5 separate regions of the Sus scrofa genome follow, and regions 1, 2, 3 and 4 are each linked to region 5. Evidence: chromatin contacts called from public Hi-C and HiChIP or PLAC-seq data. All regions are on one chromosome and are shown on one strand. The core of a region is the stretch at or near the end of the contact, and the rest is flanking DNA. Distances in the headings are between cores, read along the strand shown.

What was found. Hi-C and Micro-C count contacts between places; a contact is called where the count stands out from the background. HiChIP or PLAC-seq counts read pairs in DNA pulled down with a chosen protein or histone mark.
Region 1: a contact with region 5 is called in a Hi-C map of skeletal muscle, with 6 times the contacts expected there. The contact joins two enhancer-like sites. A contact is called at or near these places in 2 of 47 Hi-C or Micro-C datasets (both in skeletal muscle) and 1 of 2 datasets of contacts at active chromatin or transcription factors (skeletal muscle).
Region 2: a Hi-C map of skeletal muscle shows a contact between it and region 5, with 4 times the contacts expected there. The contact joins two enhancer-like sites. A contact is called at or near these places in 1 of 47 Hi-C or Micro-C datasets (skeletal muscle) and 1 of 2 datasets of contacts at active chromatin or transcription factors (skeletal muscle).
Region 3: a contact with region 5 is called in an H3K27ac HiChIP or PLAC-seq map of skeletal muscle. The contact joins the promoter of KCNQ5 here to the enhancer-like site in region 5. A contact is called at or near these places in 9 of 47 Hi-C or Micro-C datasets (adipocytes, alveolar macrophages, brain and 5 more) and 1 of 2 datasets of contacts at active chromatin or transcription factors (skeletal muscle).
Region 4: an H3K27ac HiChIP or PLAC-seq map of skeletal muscle shows a contact between it and region 5. The contact joins two enhancer-like sites. A contact is called at or near these places in 1 of 47 Hi-C or Micro-C datasets (embryonic fibroblasts) and 1 of 2 datasets of contacts at active chromatin or transcription factors (skeletal muscle).

What each region holds. Positions count from the first base shown.
Region 1 is chr1:52,592,883-52,596,621 of Sscrofa11.1, reverse strand. The region is part of intron 1 of KCNQ5 (potassium voltage-gated channel subfamily KQT member 5); the gene reads right to left. Among named protein-coding and RNA genes, the nearest start is that of KCNQ5, 160 kb to the right of the region's middle. Within about 2 kb of position 2,116, at least 5 of the 83 cell types and tissues checked have an H3K27ac peak or open chromatin away from gene starts, as enhancers often do. A contact at or near this core is called in skeletal muscle, where this site is marked.
Region 2 is chr1:52,573,030-52,576,637 of Sscrofa11.1, reverse strand. All of the region lies in intron 1 of KCNQ5 (potassium voltage-gated channel subfamily KQT member 5), which reads right to left. Among named protein-coding and RNA genes, the nearest start is that of KCNQ5, 140 kb to the right of the region's middle. Within about 2 kb of position 1,762, at least 1 of the 83 cell types and tissues checked has an H3K27ac peak or open chromatin away from gene starts, as enhancers often do. A contact at or near this core is called in skeletal muscle, where this site is marked.
Region 3 is chr1:52,433,518-52,437,232 of Sscrofa11.1, reverse strand. KCNQ5 (potassium voltage-gated channel subfamily KQT member 5) reads right to left here and starts at 1,901. Exons shown (of 15, transcript XM_021073129.1): 1 at 1,411-1,901. The coding sequence starts at 1,799.
Region 4 is chr1:52,633,593-52,637,348 of Sscrofa11.1, reverse strand. The region is part of intron 1 of KCNQ5 (potassium voltage-gated channel subfamily KQT member 5); the gene reads right to left. Among named protein-coding and RNA genes, the nearest start is that of KCNQ5, 200 kb to the right of the region's middle. Within about 2 kb of position 1,263, at least 3 of the 83 cell types and tissues checked have an H3K27ac peak or open chromatin away from gene starts, as enhancers often do. A contact at or near this core is called in skeletal muscle, where this site is marked.
Region 5 is chr1:52,901,735-52,905,695 of Sscrofa11.1, reverse strand. The region is part of intron 11 of KCNQ5 (potassium voltage-gated channel subfamily KQT member 5); the gene reads right to left. Among named protein-coding and RNA genes, the nearest start is that of DPPA5, 84 kb to the left of the region's middle. Within about 2 kb of position 1,360, at least 20 of the 83 cell types and tissues checked have an H3K27ac peak or open chromatin away from gene starts, as enhancers often do. A contact at or near this core is called in skeletal muscle, where this site is marked.

The DNA.
Region 1 (3,739 bases), core at 867-3,366, 310 kb after region 5:
CTGGAAGGAAGAGGGGCTGCCAGTGCAGCAGGGCAGGCTCTGCAGACATGATTACAGGGCTGGAGAAACTTCTGCATTACTCACTACATGTCCTTGAGCCTTATTCCTTCTAATGACACTGTTATGGTCTGTGGCATCAGATCCAGGGTGCTTCAGGAGTGCCCAAGATCAGATCCCTGACCTTGGCCAGCTCTAATGAACTGAGTAACCAGACACATGAGTCCTTTTGGCTCCCTGGCATCCTGGGTTGCTTTGAAATATGACACCTGCTCGCATTACTGTCCCAGTTAGGAGAACTTGTCCATTTGGGGTTTCACTCCAGATTCCTTTTAACGGTGTACGTTTTCTGAAATGAACACATACATTTATGGAACGATTTTTTTCTGCTAACAATTAGGGCATACGAATTGTGCTTATCTCCAATAAAGAGGAGAAACAGTGACCAGAGGAATCAAGAGTATAAAGAAGAAAAAATCAGAATTACTTTTCAATAAACATCTCAGACTGAGTAACAAATTACTGTAACAATAATACTTTAGAAATAATAACATAGCTGGGAAGTAGAAAAGATGGGATTTGTTTTTTTAGTTTTATGTGAACTTTTGGTAATAATCCCTGTAATCCACTTAGGTGCCATCCCTAAAATATCTTTGGGAAATACACTGAGTGCTTTTAATAAAATTCTGATTCATATTTTACATTACTCCTCTCAAGCATTTTGCACTGCTCTAAGAGGACCGGCTCTCGCAATTAGCAAGACCCAATTTAAAGATGAGCGAATTCTCAAAAATTACTTAAATTGATGGTTTTCAACTACATAATTTACAAAGTCTCTTTCAGTTCTAAAATTCCGTCATTCCCTAACTATGCCTTCTTACATCTCAAAAGGAAGATGAACAAAATTAGGATTAACTGTCTGTAAGTAAAACAGATTTTCTCGATATCTGGCTCTTCCTCCCAGGCTGGTTCACCTGCACTTAGAGGATCACAAGCTCACCTCCTCCAGTTTCAGTACCTTTGGTTCAAGTTCTTCAAGAGCTGACATTCCTCCCTTTACGAAGGCACAACCTTGGCCTGGAGGTCACCATCATGATCCATCCCAGCCCTCAGCATTGTTTCATGGGCACATTACCTGAATTCGTTCAATAGGACACACCCTTTTCTTTCAAAGTTTTTGGGAAAAGGGACTTACACTCTGCTTGGATAAGGAAAATTTCGGCATGATGATTCTGTCAACCAACATGTTGGAAGAGGCTACTTTGGAGTAAAGTCAATTCAGAGGAAGCACAGCAGAGTCCAGAAGTGGATAGGGAGACCCACAGACACCAACCTAATAACACTGGAGTCCTTGTACCCAGCTATGCCTGAAGCAAGGACTTCAGTTAAGTGAGCTAGCACATTCTCTTTTTTGCTTAAACCAGTTTGATTTGGGTTCTACAACTTGCAACCCGAGGAAACCTAAGAAAGAGGGCATAATAAAGATCCATGCTAGGCAGCTCCAATGTCATTATACTGGCTGCCACACGCCTTCTTTTCAGTATAGGTATCCTCTCTCTGGAGTCCCCCCTTCCTACGTTGTTTACTCCTTCTTAAGGCAACGCTCTGGTCAGTGAAAAATAAGATGTACAGACACACTCTCCTCATGAAGCACTCACCTCTAGCCTTACCTTTGCATTTTAAAAAGAAAGCAACTTGTCATCTACTTAAAATGTCTAAGCGGACAACTCTGAAATGTTACATACTAAAATAATGTTCAATGCCCCCGATGCCTAGGAAGTCTTTAGATATTGCAAAAGTCCTCTTTTCTCAGTCTTTAAAAGAAAAGACCAACAAAGAAGGATGAGTACTGAGTCTGATAAGGTTTAATTTCTATGCAGTAGTTTTAAAAAATAATTCGGTGTCAGATTTGTGACGGCCGTATCTCTCAGTCTCAGCCTCTTTCTCTTTTTAACTTTGATTCCCTTTAGAAATTTAAATTTTCTTGTACTTTCTAAATGCCTGGGATTTGGCACAGTGGAGATATGAGTCTTGAAACAACTCCACAGCTAAAAGTGGATATAAACATATGTGTAGCATTTCAGTGTTCATTTATCACTAGTGGATGTGTCCCAGAAGCTATAAATAGGGGGCAGGGCACTGGGCCTGCACTGACATTCACATGCTTATAAATGCTTGCACGCATCTACGAAGATCTTTTTCAAATTTCACGATAATACTTCTTTGTGAAAATTTCATTTGCTGCCATAAATCAGGCTCTGAGACTGTCACTTATTTAATAGAACTTTTAAATAATTTTCACATCCCAGCAATGTCAAGAATATTCATCTCCTCATTTCCTCTCATTGCCTGCTCTCCAGTCATCAAGCAGACAGCTTCGGAGTGTGGCACTCCAGGCCAAGAGAGTCAAAGCACACATGGCATTTCTCAGCACTGTGCACAAAAAATGAGATCGTGCATCTGAGGGGCTGGGCACGGGGCCTGACACAGTAGGAGCTGAAATCAAGGCCAACTCTCCCTGCTGCTTCTCCTGCCTTTCCTTTCTCTGCACGAAGTACTCACAGACAGCACCTCCCTTCTCTGTAAGGAGTGATATGTTTTAGAAGAATTGATCTTAACTTTATCTCATCGAACTCTCCTTTAAGAACATGGTTATTTTATACTGCCCTGCTAACACCCTGCAATGAAATTCATAAATAAAAGAACTTGCCTAGGAATCCCCTGGTGGTACAGAGGGTTAAGGATTTGGCTTTGTTGCTACAGTGGCTCAGGTTGCTTCTGTGGTGTGGGCTCCATCCCTGGCCCGGGAACTTCCACATGCCACAGATGCAGACAAAAATTTAAATTTGAAAAAAAAATTGCCTAAACACAGAATTCCCACCCCAAACCCATAATATAAAGGAAACACATAAGGAAAGTAATTCATAATAAGAATATATTTCCATAGGTAAATGTTTGGGCAGGATACACTTGATTAGAAGGTATCATTACATTGTTGGATGGTGGCACCTAGACACAGAATCCTCACGACGGCAACTGCTGTAAATGTATAATAATGCAATCATGTTTTATTGTCAACTCAAATGCCACAAGATGCCATATGCTCAAATGCCATAGATGGCTGTGTTGCCATCTATGGCATTTTTTTTTAAATGCTAACCTCCTCTTTGTAAAGCTCCAAATACAACTCACTACAGTCATGTCTTGATTTACACTGTAGTTGAATTCCTGCAAAATTTAGTGTTAAGACTGTGCAAAATTACTTTGTTTTTATTTGCAGAATGGAGGTAGGCTTACATTCAGATGAGCATAAATAAGTTTTTTACCTACCTAAAAATCCAGCAGGATTTCAAAGTGCAAATGCCCTATGCACTACAGACAGCATTTGTGACCTCTGCCCAGACACTGTGACAACCCGAAAGCATCTCACCCACTTAAAGAACTCTTTCTCTAGGAGCTCCCTTGTGGTTCACCAGGTTAAGGATCTGACATTGTCACTGCAGTGGCTTGGGTCACTGCTGTGATGTGGGTTTGATCCCTGGCCCAGGAACTTCCAAATGCCATTGGTTTGGCCAAGATGAAAAAGAAAAAAAGAAAAATCTCTCTCTGGGGTGGGGAGATTCTATGTCCATTGAGACTTTTTAGAGTGACATGTTTTATTTCAGACCACATCTTTAGTTATAATAAAATATTTGCAACCCATAATAAAGTATTCTGGCATTGCTGTCCATTGCAATGAAGA
Region 2 (3,608 bases), core at 513-3,012, 330 kb after region 5:
GGAGGGTTCCTGGAGAGCCAGCAATATTCTATTCCTTGAACAAGGCACTGGTGTCATAGGTTTGTACAGCTGGTGGGAGCTCACGTGATATATGTGTACTGTTTTGTGTACGCTGCACTCTGCCAGAGTTTGCTGTCCAGGGCTTAAGTCAGTTGCAGAGAATTAGATCTGTCTGAGAATAATGAATGCGATGCTCCTTGGCTCCCTGTTCTGTTTGCTGCCTCATGTTAATTTGCTCTCCTTTTATTTCTATTTAATTAAAATTTGATGTTCCTCAAATAACCCACAATCTATAAGTCCATATTGATAAGGATAGATGATTGAATAAATTAATAGATGGGAGAGAAGAGACAGATCTCCCTTGTGGAAGAACTCAAATGTTTATCTACATGCTCCCAAGGGGGTGGGCCAGGCCCCCCACCCCATAAAGGTAGGCTGAGCATAGTGGCTTCCTTACAAAGAGGACAGTATGGAAAAAAGAGGAAAAAACTGATGATCACCACCCTAGATAGCGTATCAAGGTCAATGTCTTCACTGATAAGTCATATTGATAGTCTGTACCCTTAATGTGATTATACTTTTTTCATGCAGTCTTCCTCCAAAAACCTTTAACTCCACTCTATGAAAAAACATCACACAAGCCCAAATTGAGGGACATTCTACAAAACAGCTGACCAGTACTTCTCAAAACTCTCAAAGTCATCAAAAACAAGGGAAGTCTGAGCAACTGTCAGAGCCTGGTCCATGCATTCCACTCATCCTTGAGACCTGCTCTTGTCACTATGCCCTGCAGCTCTGACCTCCTGGCCAGGCCAAACCTGCATCCTGCAGTCTTTTCATCCCCATGCCTTTCCAGGAAGGTTGCCCACTCCTCCATCTGCTTCTTCTCTAGATGCTCAAGAACATCTTTCAGTGCATCACATTCCTCACCTTTCTTTGATATAATTCCTCTCCCATCTTCCACTCTACAGACCAAGAGTCCCTTGAAGGCTGAGAAGATTTCAGGTTTATTTATATACATCTGAATGCCTAAAGTAGTGTTTGGCACATTTATTGGCACAAACAAGGAAAGTCTGTGGAAGAATAAATGAATGAAGTAATTTTTTCTGTATCTGTACATTTATTTTAAAATAGTTTTTAGTGTGATTAAGAACTCTTAACCTGAGATCTACTCTCTATATCACATTTGGGTAAACTTCAGGCACAGAGTTCCATCAGGGCTTAATGTTACTAATATATGACTGTAAACACAAAGGAGCCCTAAAGTATCTGTTTTCAATTTATTCTACATAGAAGTACTGAATGGATCTTGATAATGGACAAGGAATTGTAATATATAAGACCACATGCAATATAGCACCTAAAAGTGTGAAAAATGGAATAGACCCACATATATGAATTTGGTTCCTTTCTACTTGGAATAATTATTGATTTCAAACTGAAATGTTCTTGATTTCAACATAATTTCAGGTCATCTCACTGTTTTTAAAAACAAAACTAATTTTCTTTGCACATTATAATTAGTTTATTCCTTTCAAAAATTGCAATAGTTTCATCATATCTCATTCCTTTCAAACCTCTGAAGTAAATCTATTTGTCATTCTTCTTCCTCAGACATCAAGTCATCATAGAAACTTCTCGAAAGCATCTGCTGATGCTTTATGTCTTTGGTACAAAAGCAGAAGAGTAGGTGATAAGCCTCCCCTGTCCTCTGTGGCAATTCCTTCCAGTCACTAGTGAGCTAGATCCACCCATCCTGCCTCTTTCCTCTCTTCCTGTTACATTTATTTTTGGACTATTGCTAATAGTGTGATTTCACCTGGTATTAACTACCAACATTTTCTGGAATTTATTTCCTCTGAAAAAAATTTTTCAATCAAACCAGACATTAAAATCTTTTTTTTTGGGGGGGGGGGTCTTTTTAGGGCCATACCTGCAGCATATGGAGGTTCCAGGCTAGCCAGGGAATTGGAACTGTAGCTGCCAGCCTACACCACAGCCACAGCAGTGCAGGATCCAAGAGCATCTGTAACCTACCACGTCTCACAGCAATGCCAGATCCTTAACCCACCGAGCAAGGCCAGGGATCAAATCCAGGTCCTCAGGGATACTAGTCGGGTTCGTTAACCACTGAATCATGATAAGAACTCCTAAAATCTATTTTTAAAACCATATACTCAATTTAACCTTCCTCAACCTGTGGCTTGAGATGGTATTGAGATGGCTTCCATGCTGCTGGGTCTGTTTACAATTTATAGAATAGTTTCTTTTATTGAATGTGGTTTTAAAACTTGATCTCCTCTGGGCAAGCCCTCTCCAGCAGGGTGTGATAGAAGGGATCACCTCTCAGTGCAATGCCTAAAAATAGGTCTGCTGACTTCCCACTTCAATCCAGGTAACAGCTGTTGAATCCTTTGCATTTCTGAAGTCTGTTGAGTTTTTTCCTTCTAGCTCCCTATCTTGAAACTAACCAAGAGAAAATTTCATCATTTGGCTTCTGGTCTTTTCTACACATGTTTTCAGACAAAGCTTTAAAGAAGTTTTTGAAGGTATAGAACTGCATTTTAGTGGGTTTTTTTCCCCCTTGCATATGTCATTGTAGGCAGTTTGCAATTACCACAACACATACATAATAGAGTTCTGTGCATTTCTGCCAGGCACTCTTAGTACATGATCAGTACAAGGGTCTCAACTCAGCCAAAAATGGAGTCTTCTAGAGAGCTTTAAAAAATTGGTGGTTAGAAGTTCCCATCATGGCGCAGTGGTTACCGAATCCGACTAGGAACCATGAGGTTGTAGGTTCGATCCCTGGCCTTGCTCAGTGGGTTAAGAATCCAGTGTAGGTTGCAGACGTGGCTCGGATCCTGCGTTGCTGTGTCTCTGGCATAGGCCGGTGGCCACATCTCTGATTGGATTCCTAGCCTGGGAATCTCCATATGCCGCGGGAGCAGCCCTAGAAAAGGCAAAAAGACCAAAAAAAAAAAAAATTGGTGGTTAAAACACACAGATACAGAGAACAAACCAGTGGTTACCAGTGGGGAGGGCAGGTACAAACTATTAGGTGTAAGATAGGCTCAAGGATGTTATTGTACAGCATGGAGAATATAGTCAATATTTTTAACAACTGTAAATGAAAAGTAATCTTTAAAAATTATGTAAATTTTTTTTTAACATCAGGGCTTTGATCTCCTTCCAGAGATTCTGATTTAATTGGTCTTCAGTGAAGCTTAGGCATTCGTATTGCCTTTAAAAAGCCTCCCCAGATGATTGTAAGGATTAAAAAATAGGTTTTTTTTTACATTTTGTGGTATGCCTATGAATTTGCATTTGATCATACTTATATTTATTCCAGAAATTTATAATTCTTGATATTTTATAATTCTATCAAACAACCCAAAACACAACTGTTACCTTAAAGGCTGTATTTTTATTATGTACATAGCATTAAACATTACATCATTAGTTTTACTCCCATCTTACTTTGCAAAATTCCCAAATCACTTGTGAAAAGATGAGCAAAACAGAGAATATATGCATTTGTTTTTTGTTCACATGTTGGGACGTCACAGTATTTTTTACTTTAAAATCATTCTCCTCTCTGCTCTTCT
Region 3 (3,715 bases), core at 652-3,151, 470 kb after region 5:
AATTTTCCAGACACCAGAGCCCCGGATTGTAGACTCCACCAATTTCCTGACTTCTACATGGTCAAATTCCAGGTTCACCTATTTACAAAACCAGCCTCTTCGTCCATGTTATTTCAAAAGACGTTTTGAAATTGATGCCAGTTCTCCATCCCAGGTGAGAGGTATGTTTGGATGACATGCCTTGTTTCTAAAAGAAACCTAATGCATGTGTTCAAAACCTATTTTACTAGAAAACAAGGAACTTATCATTGAGTGCCTACTGGCCTTCTATGGCTGATGTCTTTATATTTCACTGAAACACAAAGAAGCAGAAAAAGGGAACTAAAAAGAGAGGAGAAAAAAAAAAGAGGAAAATTTTAAAAGTTAGAAGGTAAGGGCATAAAAAACTACCTTAAAATGTCCAGATAAACCTAATTCCTAAGAGGAGACTGAATGAATGGACTTTGTGGGGAAAACAGTAGTAAACTTTAAAGCCACTGAAAGGTTTTAAATGCCTAAGGGAAAAATAAACATTTGCTTCCAATCATTTTCTCATTAAGCATTCTCTGCTACATGGCGAGGGCTTACTTAACACACCCACCCTTTGACTCAGAGCCACCTATGCCTGCTTAACCCCGCTGCCTGATCTGCGTCCCAGGCGGCCGGCGCGTCCGAGCCTTTGCCCTCGCACCTGGCCCGCGCCCCTGTGCGCCAGTCTTCCCGCTCCTCGGAGCATCCTCTCGCGTTGCCCTGCTCGCCTCTTCTAGACCCTGGCTACCTCTGTAGCAGGAAGGACCACAGGAACCTACAGATTTTCCGTTAGCGGTGGTTGAGGTGGCGGTGAGGCGTGCTTCCGGGCGCACTTGAAACCTAGCTTCTCCCCCTACTAAGTAGCAGTTTCTCCGGCTCCGCCCTGGGGACCGAGGACTCAGGCCTCAGTCTCTCCTCTCCCCACCCCGTCTACCCCGCCATCACCTCCTAACCTCTCCGACACCCACTCCCCAGTCCTAAGCCGGCGCACGGGCCTCCTTCTGCCTTTCCCAGCTCCCGGGCGCCCTCCTCGGTTGGAAAGGACGTATCTCGGGACCTAATCACTCCCAATTATCCGCGCAACCTGAGTCTCACGCCTGCCGGGCTGCCCCCTGGGGTGCCTAGAGCGTCGGGGCAGCAGACTGAGTGCGCTGGGGGTAAGTCTCGGTCCACAAAGGCAGGAGAGGTGGGGCTGAGGGAGGTGGAAGGCTCTAGGAGGAAGACCATAAACACGTGCAAAGAAATAAAAGCCACCACGTGCGCGCGCGAGTGTGTACGCGCGTGCGAGTGTGCACGCGCGCGCCCGGCCAGGGCGTCGGCGCCGAGCGTCCCGGGGGACCAGGCGGAAAGGGTCCCCGCCGCGGCAGTGGCGGGGGGCACGTGGGGGGCGCGGGTACTCACACGAACGCGTGGTAGACGAACGCCCAGCCGCGGGGTCTCTCCAACACGTTGTACAGGTAGTTCTGCACCCGCCGGTACTTGACGTTGCGCCGGCAGCTCTGGCCGCTGCTGTAGGAGAGCGGCTTCCCCAGCAGGCTCATCCGGGCGCCCTGCTTGCCCCGCCGGCTCTCCCTCAGGCCGCCGCCGCCGCCGAGCGCGGCCGCGCGGGTGCCCAGCAGCAGCAGCCCGTCGCCCCTGGCGGCCGCCGAGTTCAGCAGCGCCCGGGCCCGGCCCGACTCCACATCCTTCATGCCGCCGCCCGGGCGCCCCCCGCCCGCCGCCGCCGCGCCGCTCCTCACCCAGAGCCCGGCGGCGCCGCCCTCCTCTCCGCCCGCGTGGTGGCGGGGCATGGCATCACCGCGGGCACCGTGAGGGGGGCGCCAGCGCCGGCGGCGGGGGCCGCGGCCTCATGCGCGCCGAAGGCTTTCGAGGAGGCAGCCGCGGCCGACGGGGCGCCCGGCAGCCCGCGACTTGCGAGCCGGGGGCGGGGAAGCGGCCGCCGGCGCGGCGGAGGGGGCGCGCGGAGGAGGCGAGGAGTCTCAGCTTCTGGCAGCCTGTAGCGCCGAATGCGAAATCGGGACCTGTTGGGGCGTCACTCTGAGAGGGTGTCTCCGGCTCCCTCCGTTCGCGCGGCGGGCGCGTTCTCCTCGCCAAGTGCCCCCAGGGCTGCGCGGGCAGCTCCCCGCGCGCACGCCCGGCCCCGGCCCCGGCTCTCTCCTAGTCCTCCGCTCCACACGCTGGAGGGGACTGGGCTCCGAAGCCCCTCTCCCAGGAGGCGGAGTTTGGTGTTTTCTCCCCGGGGCTTTGGAGCGGTCCAGAAGGTGAAGCCCCTCGTGTGCCCTGCGGCGAAGCAGGAGCTGCCTGGCGCTGTTTATTCCCGCCGCTACGCCACCGCACCCACAGGTCCTGCCGTCCTTCCGCGAGGGGTGTGAGCGGGAGCAGTCCTGCCCTGCCCCTCGGCTTCCTGCCAGTCCCCGCGCGCGCGCGAGTCCCCGCGTTCAGAGTGCAGACCCCCTAGGATACAACTGCCGAGCCGGCGAGGCGGGCACCGGGCATCTCCTCGCAGCTCACTCCGGCTTGCGGGTTGGGACTTTCCATCCCAGCCTCAGACGGCAGTCCGCGAGTCGCTGGACATCCTTCTCCGCCGGGGGTGGAGTGTGGGGAGGGCGTAGAAACTCCAGAGTGGCTCCTCCGAGGTTGACGAGTGGCCCTGGGGCTGCGCCTGACAGCCTCGCGAAGCAAGGAGATGACAAACCGGGTTCCCTCCGTTAAGAAATTTTCATTTAAACCCGAGCAAGTTATTAAACGGTGAAGTCTCGGCAGTGGCGGCCGCAGCCGCGGTGTTTGGGAGAGAAATCGTGGAGGATGGAGAGCCCAGGACGCTGGCTGCGCAGGGTCCCCACTTCACCCCTATCAGCAGTTACTTCCGCGGTGAAAGCCCTGTGGCGAGGAATGGCTGACTGGGTCTCCCACCACCTCTAACACTAGGGCGGGCCCCTCAAAGCCCCAAGCCTCTGGGGAGGACGCAGGCCACGGTGCCCCTAGCTGCGGCCTCTGGCCTTCAGTAAGACTGTGTTAAAAACCATAAGCCGCTAAACATCCCAGTTAGCGTGGGAAAACTGAAAGGAAGCCAGACGTGAGAACTTATTCCGACAAAGTGGAAACCACCCCCTCACCCAATATTAAAGTAAAGATCACCAAGTTAAACAGAGGGAAGTACTAAGGTTCCACCACAAAGCCAGAGCAGATGGTTCCAAGGTACTGAGTCCATGAGCCTTTTCCTTCCAGAAGCTTAAAACCGAGGCAAAAGTCTTATTTCAGCTGACTCCACCCCTCAGAGAGAGATGCTCTCCCAAGTCCCTTGTGTCCTCACACCCGCGGTCGCTGCAGCTTCTTTCTGCCTCTGGCAGTAGCTGCACTTAAACGCTCTGCCCTGACTTTTTATTGTTAGTGCTCTGATTCTAACAGCCCTCTTGCCGGTTCCAGGCCACCAGCGTGTCCCGCTTCCATCTCTACGTTTCCCCTAGCCTCTTGGCGGCGGGCGCTAGTTCCGAGCCGCTCCAAGCAGCCGGCAGCGGCGCCACGTGACGGCCTAGCGCCAGAACCTAAAGTCTCCCTGTCCCGTTATTCACTCCGCACCCACGCGCAGCGGAGGTAGGTGCGAGAAATGCTGCCCAGTGCCCTGCCTTTCCAGGCAGACGCAGAGAGCGCCCTGGAGCTAGCGCTCTGGTCCCAGAGCCGTGCAGGGCCAGGGGCCAGGGCGGGG
Region 4 (3,756 bases), core at 14-2,513, 270 kb after region 5:
CAGAGCCTTTTGAATCCTTTGACTCTTGGCACATTTGCACCCTTTGAGGATGGATTGGACTCTTTTCACAGCCAAATGGCATCCAAAGCCAACTTTGGTGAGGAGGGTGCATGATCATGCAGATAAGCCTCTTTGGTGAAAAAAATATCATGGGACTATAAACCCATTAAGCTATGTTGTGTACATCTGTGGCTTATAAACTAACTAAAGTCAATCCCCAAGGGTAGTTCCACACCTGTTTTGAGAATTGGAGATGCCATTAGTACAAGATGAGAGCATTCCAAGGGCCTATTTGGAAACTGCATACCTCTGAAACCAATGGGATATAGTATCTGTTGGAAAACAAGCTTCATTATTTTACTGTCATACAGAGTCTACTGTAGTTTGATGTCTTCCTCTTATGCTGTGGAGTGTCACTCATATATTAATTTGTTCTTTTAATAAAGATTTGTTTATCTACATAGTGTTGATGTTAAGAGTCTGAGCCAGACTGGCTGAGCCCAAACACAACTACAACCTTTTGTACTGTGTCCCCTTGGACATGGTTACCTAACCTCTCTGATCCTTAGTCTCCTCATCTCAGTAGGATGAGTGTAATATTAGCACTGTTGAGGGATTCAGTGAGTCAGTGCACGCAATGCCCGGTGCCTACAGGAAGTACCTCACAAATGTCAGTGGTCAACAAGGTTTTACTGAAAGCCCAGACTGTGCCACTTACTGTGCTGCTGAAAATCTTTGGGATTTAAGTGAATCATCATCATAATTGATCACTTCAATAAATTCCAATAAAAATAATAATGAAATCGTTGTAAAAATGATAATGAAATAAACAACATCACTTTCACCTAATCATTTATTTAAAATTGCACAGTTGTAAAGTCCTCTAAAAATACTCTGACTTATCTGGGTAATTGCACCAGTGACCAAACCATGACTTGTTATGATGATGGCAGTGGATGACAGTTATTTTAAACCCATATATGCTAATGGCCTTGAAAAATCCTCATTAAAAGGAAATTGATATTTTAATCTGAAAGCTCTTAGCACTGAAACTGTAAAAAGCACATTACCTTCTTGTAACAGTATTTGAAGTATGAGCTGTAGAGAAATATTCTGCATAAAACTCCATTACCATTCTTTAGGAAATGCCACACTTTTACAGAGACCAAATAGTTTGGGGAGCAAATAATAAGTGAGATGGTGTTCTCATAAGACCTCTCCCAGTGATGCGGATAGCTTAACTCCCACGGCCAGAATCCCCATCTGACTCATGGAAATTTGATGCTCTACTGTGGAGTTTAGTAGGACAAGACTCTGGAATCTTTCTCTTCCAGTCACAAAGGAATGATGTTTATAGCCACTCTTTTCACTTGTATGTGGTCATACATTTATTGTATACACTCCCCACATATAAACAGCGTGTCTGAATTTTTCATCCAGTGGGCAGTATTAGAAGTGCCCTTCTATTTAAGAGGATGTTGAAGAATAATAAAGCTTTTCCATAGGGCTTTCCAAACAATAGTTTTAGTTTAAGACAGATCCCACCAAAGGTATGATTTCCCAGTTATTTTGGCAGTCGCAATTACAGTTTCTTGGGCTTAAATGCTTAATTAGGAGCCTTTGGAAAGTTTCATGTCAAGCTAAAAATATTTCTAATGTACACTCTCTGCTTACTCAAAGCTGTGTGGAGCTGTAATTTACAAAGGAAACTTGTTTCCTTAATTGTTGTGTCAGTCAGCAAAAGCAGAGGGAGCAGCACAGCATAACCTGTTTATATTTAGCTGCCCCAGGGGCCACGAAATGTCACAACCTTCATGTAATTTAGGGAAAGGTTAGGGATGTTATTTCTACAGAACTGATTACTTTACAATTTGTATTTATTTATTTATTTATTCGTTATTTTTATTTACTTATTTTGGCCTCACCCCATGGCATGGGAAACTTCCTAGGCCAGTGATAGAACCTATGCCATAGCAGTAACAACACCAGATCCTTAACCCCCTGAGCCACCAGGAAACTCCAAACTTTGTTTTATTTATTTATTTATTTATTTATTTATTTATGTTTCTCTTAAAAATTTTTTTTTGTATTTTTATTACTTTTTTATTGTTATTTCCCCTATACAATTTTTTTTCTACTGTACAGCATGGTGACCCAGTTACACATACATGTATACATTCTTTTTTTCTCCCATTTTCATGCTCCATCATAAGTGACCTTCACAGGATTTTTACATAGGAACTTTTTTTTAAAAAAAAATTGAAATATAGTTGATTTACAATGTTGTGTTAGTTTCAGGTGTACAGCAAAGTGATTCAGTTACACATATGCATATATATATATATTTTTTTCAGATTCTTTTCTCTTGTAAGTTATTACAAAATACTGAGCATAGTTCCCTGGCTGGTCCTTATCATTAGAAGTTCACAATCAAAATAGTGTTTTTACAAAACTAATGGGAATTATGGTAGTTTTATAGAGTACTCCATGAATAATAGGTAACATAACCAGAAAAGGGGAATACAAAGAGGTGGGGGAGCCAGTTTGCAGCATGGGGCTGTGACAGAGGCAAGAAGGCTAGATTTAAGTTAGATTTTCTCAGCGATCCTATATTCAGCATTGTGATGCATTACTCAGAAGGTGATGGAAAAACTCTCTGTGTAGTTACTTGAGAGAGGGGCTGGTATCTCAACCATCTGGTTGCTTTAGGCAACTACTTCAGTGAAGAAGGCAAGGATCAGGGACAAAAGCAAACCATAGCCTTAGATTTTTGTGTAAAACGACACCCATAGGCTTTACCAGTATGCTTGCATCAAAGTAACTGCGTACTTGCCATCTTACACACATATCCCGTCAGGGCTGCTATAGATGGAGGGCTGTGAGCTGCCTATCCTCAAGGGAGCCATTTGAATCACAACCTTCATAAATGTACATGTTATTGCAATGACACTGCAATGTTGTTGCAATGTTTCTGGCAAATGGCAGGAAAATGTTTTGTTCCATAAAATCAATATAGGAATTCCCCCTTCTGGTGGGACCCACCAGTTAGGTTCTACCTGAATTTTTGCAAATAACTATAAATTCTGGTCAAAACACAAAAATGAATTATCTGAAGACTCTGAAGAGTCAACAAAAGTAGGATATTTTGAAGGGAATAAAGACTTGGAAGAAGCAATAATCATGGGTTAAGTTTCAGATTTTTGCAGTTCTTCCTCGAAGGTACCTGGAGTCATGTGCAGAAGGAGCCACTTAAGAGGAAGTGAGCAGACGTCTGAGGAGGGGAACTGCAAGTTTTCTGTCAATTTTGCCCAAGACACTTCCTCTACCCTGGAATACGCATGTGCAGGTCACACCTACAGCAACCCGGTCCACCAGCTACTGAAGGTGAGAGGGCTGGCAGTTTGCATCCCAGCAAGACAATCCTCTACTGACACAGAACCCTCAACACCCTTTGCAGGAACACAGTGGAACCCAGGGACTCCATAACATAACACTCACAATGTCCAGGACACAATTCACAATTATGTGAGACAAAGCAAGGAAAGCATGACCCATTTCCAAGGGTAAAATAGCCAACAGATGCCAACCCTGTGCCAACTCTAATGTTGCAGTGATCAGAGAAGGATTTTAAACCAGTTATTATAAAATACGCAAGATAACAAAACAAAATATTAATGTAAAGAAGAAAATGATATAAGATCTTAGTAGAGAAAATTTAAAAAGAAAATCAGTATATTATGGCAATTTCTAAACACA
Region 5 (3,961 bases), core at 111-2,610:
AAGTGCAGAAGGAAAGGCAGTGAAGCTATAATATGCACACTGACTGTAAGTGGAACTGGAACATCCCAAGAGATTACAAGGCCGTTTTCTCCCGGCTGAACACTGAACCCTTTCCTCCGTCCTGCTACCCAGAAAGACCTTGAGTCTCTTCATCTTGTTTAGGAACAGGCTGGGCAGAAGATGGGCGTCACTGATCCAAATGCCTCTTAGGGAATTTCATTATATCCTATAACTTAATTATTCAAGACATAAATTAAGCTCCTCTCAGTTTTTAAAAATATTTTTTTTTTTTTTTGTAAGCTGGGTCAGAGCAAACTAATAGGACATATGTCTTTGCTGATGTACTGAAGCAAGGGCTGAGTCAGAGAACGTCTTATTTCAAAGCCACAAAAATGGGGAAAAATGCTATCTTTCTGTTTTTAAGTATCTGGAGATATCGATATCGTTTCCAGTGAGGCTAACAACATGTTAAATGTCTTTCTCGTGATTCCTAGAGGCTTAAAACCCTCTGTGAACTCTGAGGCACCTGGGTGGGGCTACGCTTTCAGCCAAGGCTGGCTCTGTGCTCTCCGACCACACTGCTGGCCCTCTGCCCTGGCATTTTGGGAAATGTGGGTCATGGGAACATAAGCTTATGTGAGCACTGATCTGCAAAAGCCGTCATGAAGGGCAGTGTGCCAATGGGGTGAGGTGCTCCCCAAAGCCCAGCTCCCTGTGGGCAAGCCTCCCACGACCAGTGGGACTGCCCAGTGCACGCACAGTCTGTGCTTGGAGGAGAAGAAGTTTAAAATACAGTCTGAGCAGGACCTGACAGAACATTGTAAATCAACTATACTTTAATAAAAATAATAATAAAATACAATCCTTTGACTCCCCCAACTGGCTCTGTCTTCTATTAATTAGCAGTGTTCAGGATCTACTTTCAAATCTTGAGCTTTGTTTCTCTTGATTTTGGAAACCCTATTCCATAGTTTTTGGAAAGAACTACTTGGACCTTACATGATAAAGAGAACATTCTGGAAACTTCTGCTATGTCCAAAGACTGTTTTTCTTTTTCCACTACAAATTTGGCTGTCAAGATGCAAGTGCTTAGGAAAAAAGGACAGGTAGTTTCTAGTTCATGTTCTTGGTCACCTGCTCTTATAGATTAGATTTCTTTTTACATTTCTTGACAAAATGATTAGAATGGTTTTCAACCTTAGCTGGCCGTTAGAATCACCTGGGGAGCATTTAAAAAAATCTCAATACCCAGGACAAGCTGGAAGGTAGGCCTCAGAGTTTTCCCAGAGGAAGCTTCCCCTAGGAATTCATATGCAGCCAAGGACCATTGACTGTAAGTGGAAAATGGTGCCTCTGTTTCTCCCAGCCAGAACCGAGGTATGTGTGTGACTCATCTGCCATAGGACTTAAACTAATTCCCCCCGTTTCCCTTCATACCACAAGTATATTTTGCACAATCTGAGACACTTGTAGGTGCTTCCCAGGACGACAGGAAATACATCATAAAAGGCAGAAAAAGAAATTCCTTACAAACTAGTGCCTTGGGAACAAGGTTTCATCACCTTTTTTGCTCAACCTTGGGGCCTCAGGTTTCTGAATTCCAGCCACTGTTTTCTATCCCTCAGCCACCTGACACCCTGCTCTTCAGGCTGTGACTCTGTTCTCTTTGAACTGTTTTTCCATCCAAGAAGCTTGCATGTTCAGAGACCAAAATAAATCAAATTGTCAAAACTGAGCAGAAAACATTTGTTTTGTCTGCGGAGGAATGGTAATGTCCTGCCGTTTGGGTCATTAGGAGGAATTATAAAGGAAACAGCTGACAGTTTTGGTCACAAAGACAGAAAAATGTTACTACCTGATATAGCTAAATTACAATGTAAAAGAAAATACCTGATTAGGAAAAAATAGAAACATAAGGAAAAGCTTAATATTTATAAAATATAAAAAGCTTATTTGAACGGATCACAATTCAAAATATAAATGTAAAAATAAATCAGTCAGGGAAGACCACCAGTAGCAAAAAAAAGAAAAAAATGATAGAAAACTTTTCAACCTAACTAGAAATTAAAAAAAAATTAAAATAATTTGAAAGTATGGACTTACATCTATTTAATAGCAAAAGAATAATAATTAATACTAACCAAACTGCGGTGAATCTGGTACACTGTGACCTTTGCTAGTGACAATCTAAGTCAGAACAAAGGTTTTTTTTTTTTTTGCTTTTTGGGACCACACCCAAGGCATATGGAGGTTCCCAGGCTAGGGGTCGAATCAAAGCTACAGCTGCTGGCCTACACCACAGCCACAGCAAAGCAGGATCTGAGCCGCATCTGTGACCTACACCACAGCTCATGGCAACACCAGATCCTTAACCCACTGAGAAAGGCCAGGGATCGAACCTGCAACCTCGTGGTTCCTAGTTGGGTTTGTTTCCACTGCGTCACAACAGGAACTCCAGAATGAAGTTTTATGGTAAGAAAAAAAATTAAAAAAATTAAAAATCAGCAATCTTTTACTTTTATACTAGGGGAGTTATCTTTGGAAAATAATTTCAAAAAGAAAACAAAGATAGTTTTGGTTTTTTTTTTTTAATTTATTTTTGTCTTTTTTTTTTTTTTTTTTTTTTTGTTATTTCTTTGGGCCGCTCCTGTGGCATATGGAGGTTCCCAGGCTAGGGGTCGAATCGGAGCTGTAGCCACTGGCCTACACCAGAGCCATAGCAACTCGGGATCCGAGCCGTGTCTGCAACCTACACCACAGCTCACGGCAACGCCGGATCGTTAACCCACTGAGCAAGGGCAGGGACCGAACCCTCAACCTCATGGTTCCTAGTCGGATTCGTTAACCACTGCGCCACGACAGGAACTCCCAAAGATAGTTTAATGCAATAATGTTTATTGCATTATTGCCTATTGTAGAGAGAAGAGAGTTATATAAGTTTTCAATGTCCCAAAGTAGGAAACTCTAAATTATAGTATTTGATCATGATGGTGTACTGCATAGCTGTGAAAAAATTATGAATAGTATATAAGAGTATGAAAGTATTTTTAAGTGTTCAGTAAAATTAAAATAGGCTAATTAACCATGTACAATGATGTACATAAAAAGAAAACTAGGAGTTCCCGTTGTGGCTCAGTGGTAATGAATCTGACTAGTATCCATGAGGATGTGGGTTTGATCCCTGGCTTTGCTCAGTGGGTTAAGGATCTGGCATTACTGTGAGGTGTAGTGTAGGTTGCAGACACGGCTCAGAGCTGGCGTTGCTGTGGTTGTGGTGTAGCCTGGCAGCTGCAGCTCCAATTCAACCCTTGCTTGGGAACTTCCATACACTGCAGATGTGGCCCTAAAAAAAAGCAAAAAAAAAAAAAAAAAAAAAGGAAAACCAGTTAGAAGTGAGTATGTAAAAATGAAATTAGGAGTTCCTGCTGTGTTTTTGGGTTAAGGATCCAATGCTGTCTCTGCAGTGGTTTGGGTTGCAGCTGAGGCATGGGTTTGAACCTCGGCCTGGGAACTTCCATATGCTGCTGGTGTGGCCAAAAAAAAAAAAAAAAAAGAAAAAAAAGAAATAAAGAAAAGAAATCAGCAGTATTAGGGAATGTGATTATAGATATTTTAGATTACTTTTAAAATTCCTTAAGAAATATAAAGTTTTTTTTCCATCACAAAAATAATATATACCTTTTGAAATAGAGTATTTGAAAAAACAGGAAAACAATTAGAATGAAGAAAAAAAAGACTTCCCAAGTTCCAGAACTTAAACTACCACTGTCATATGTTTCTTATGGTAAAAATGTGACAGCTATAAATTCATTTATACCTTTTGAAATAGAGTATTTGAAAAAACAGGAAAACAATTAGAATGAAGAAAAAAAAGACTTCCCAAGTTCCAGAACTTAAACTACCACTGTCATATGTTTCTTATGGTAAAAATGTGACAGCTATAAATTCACAATACATTTTA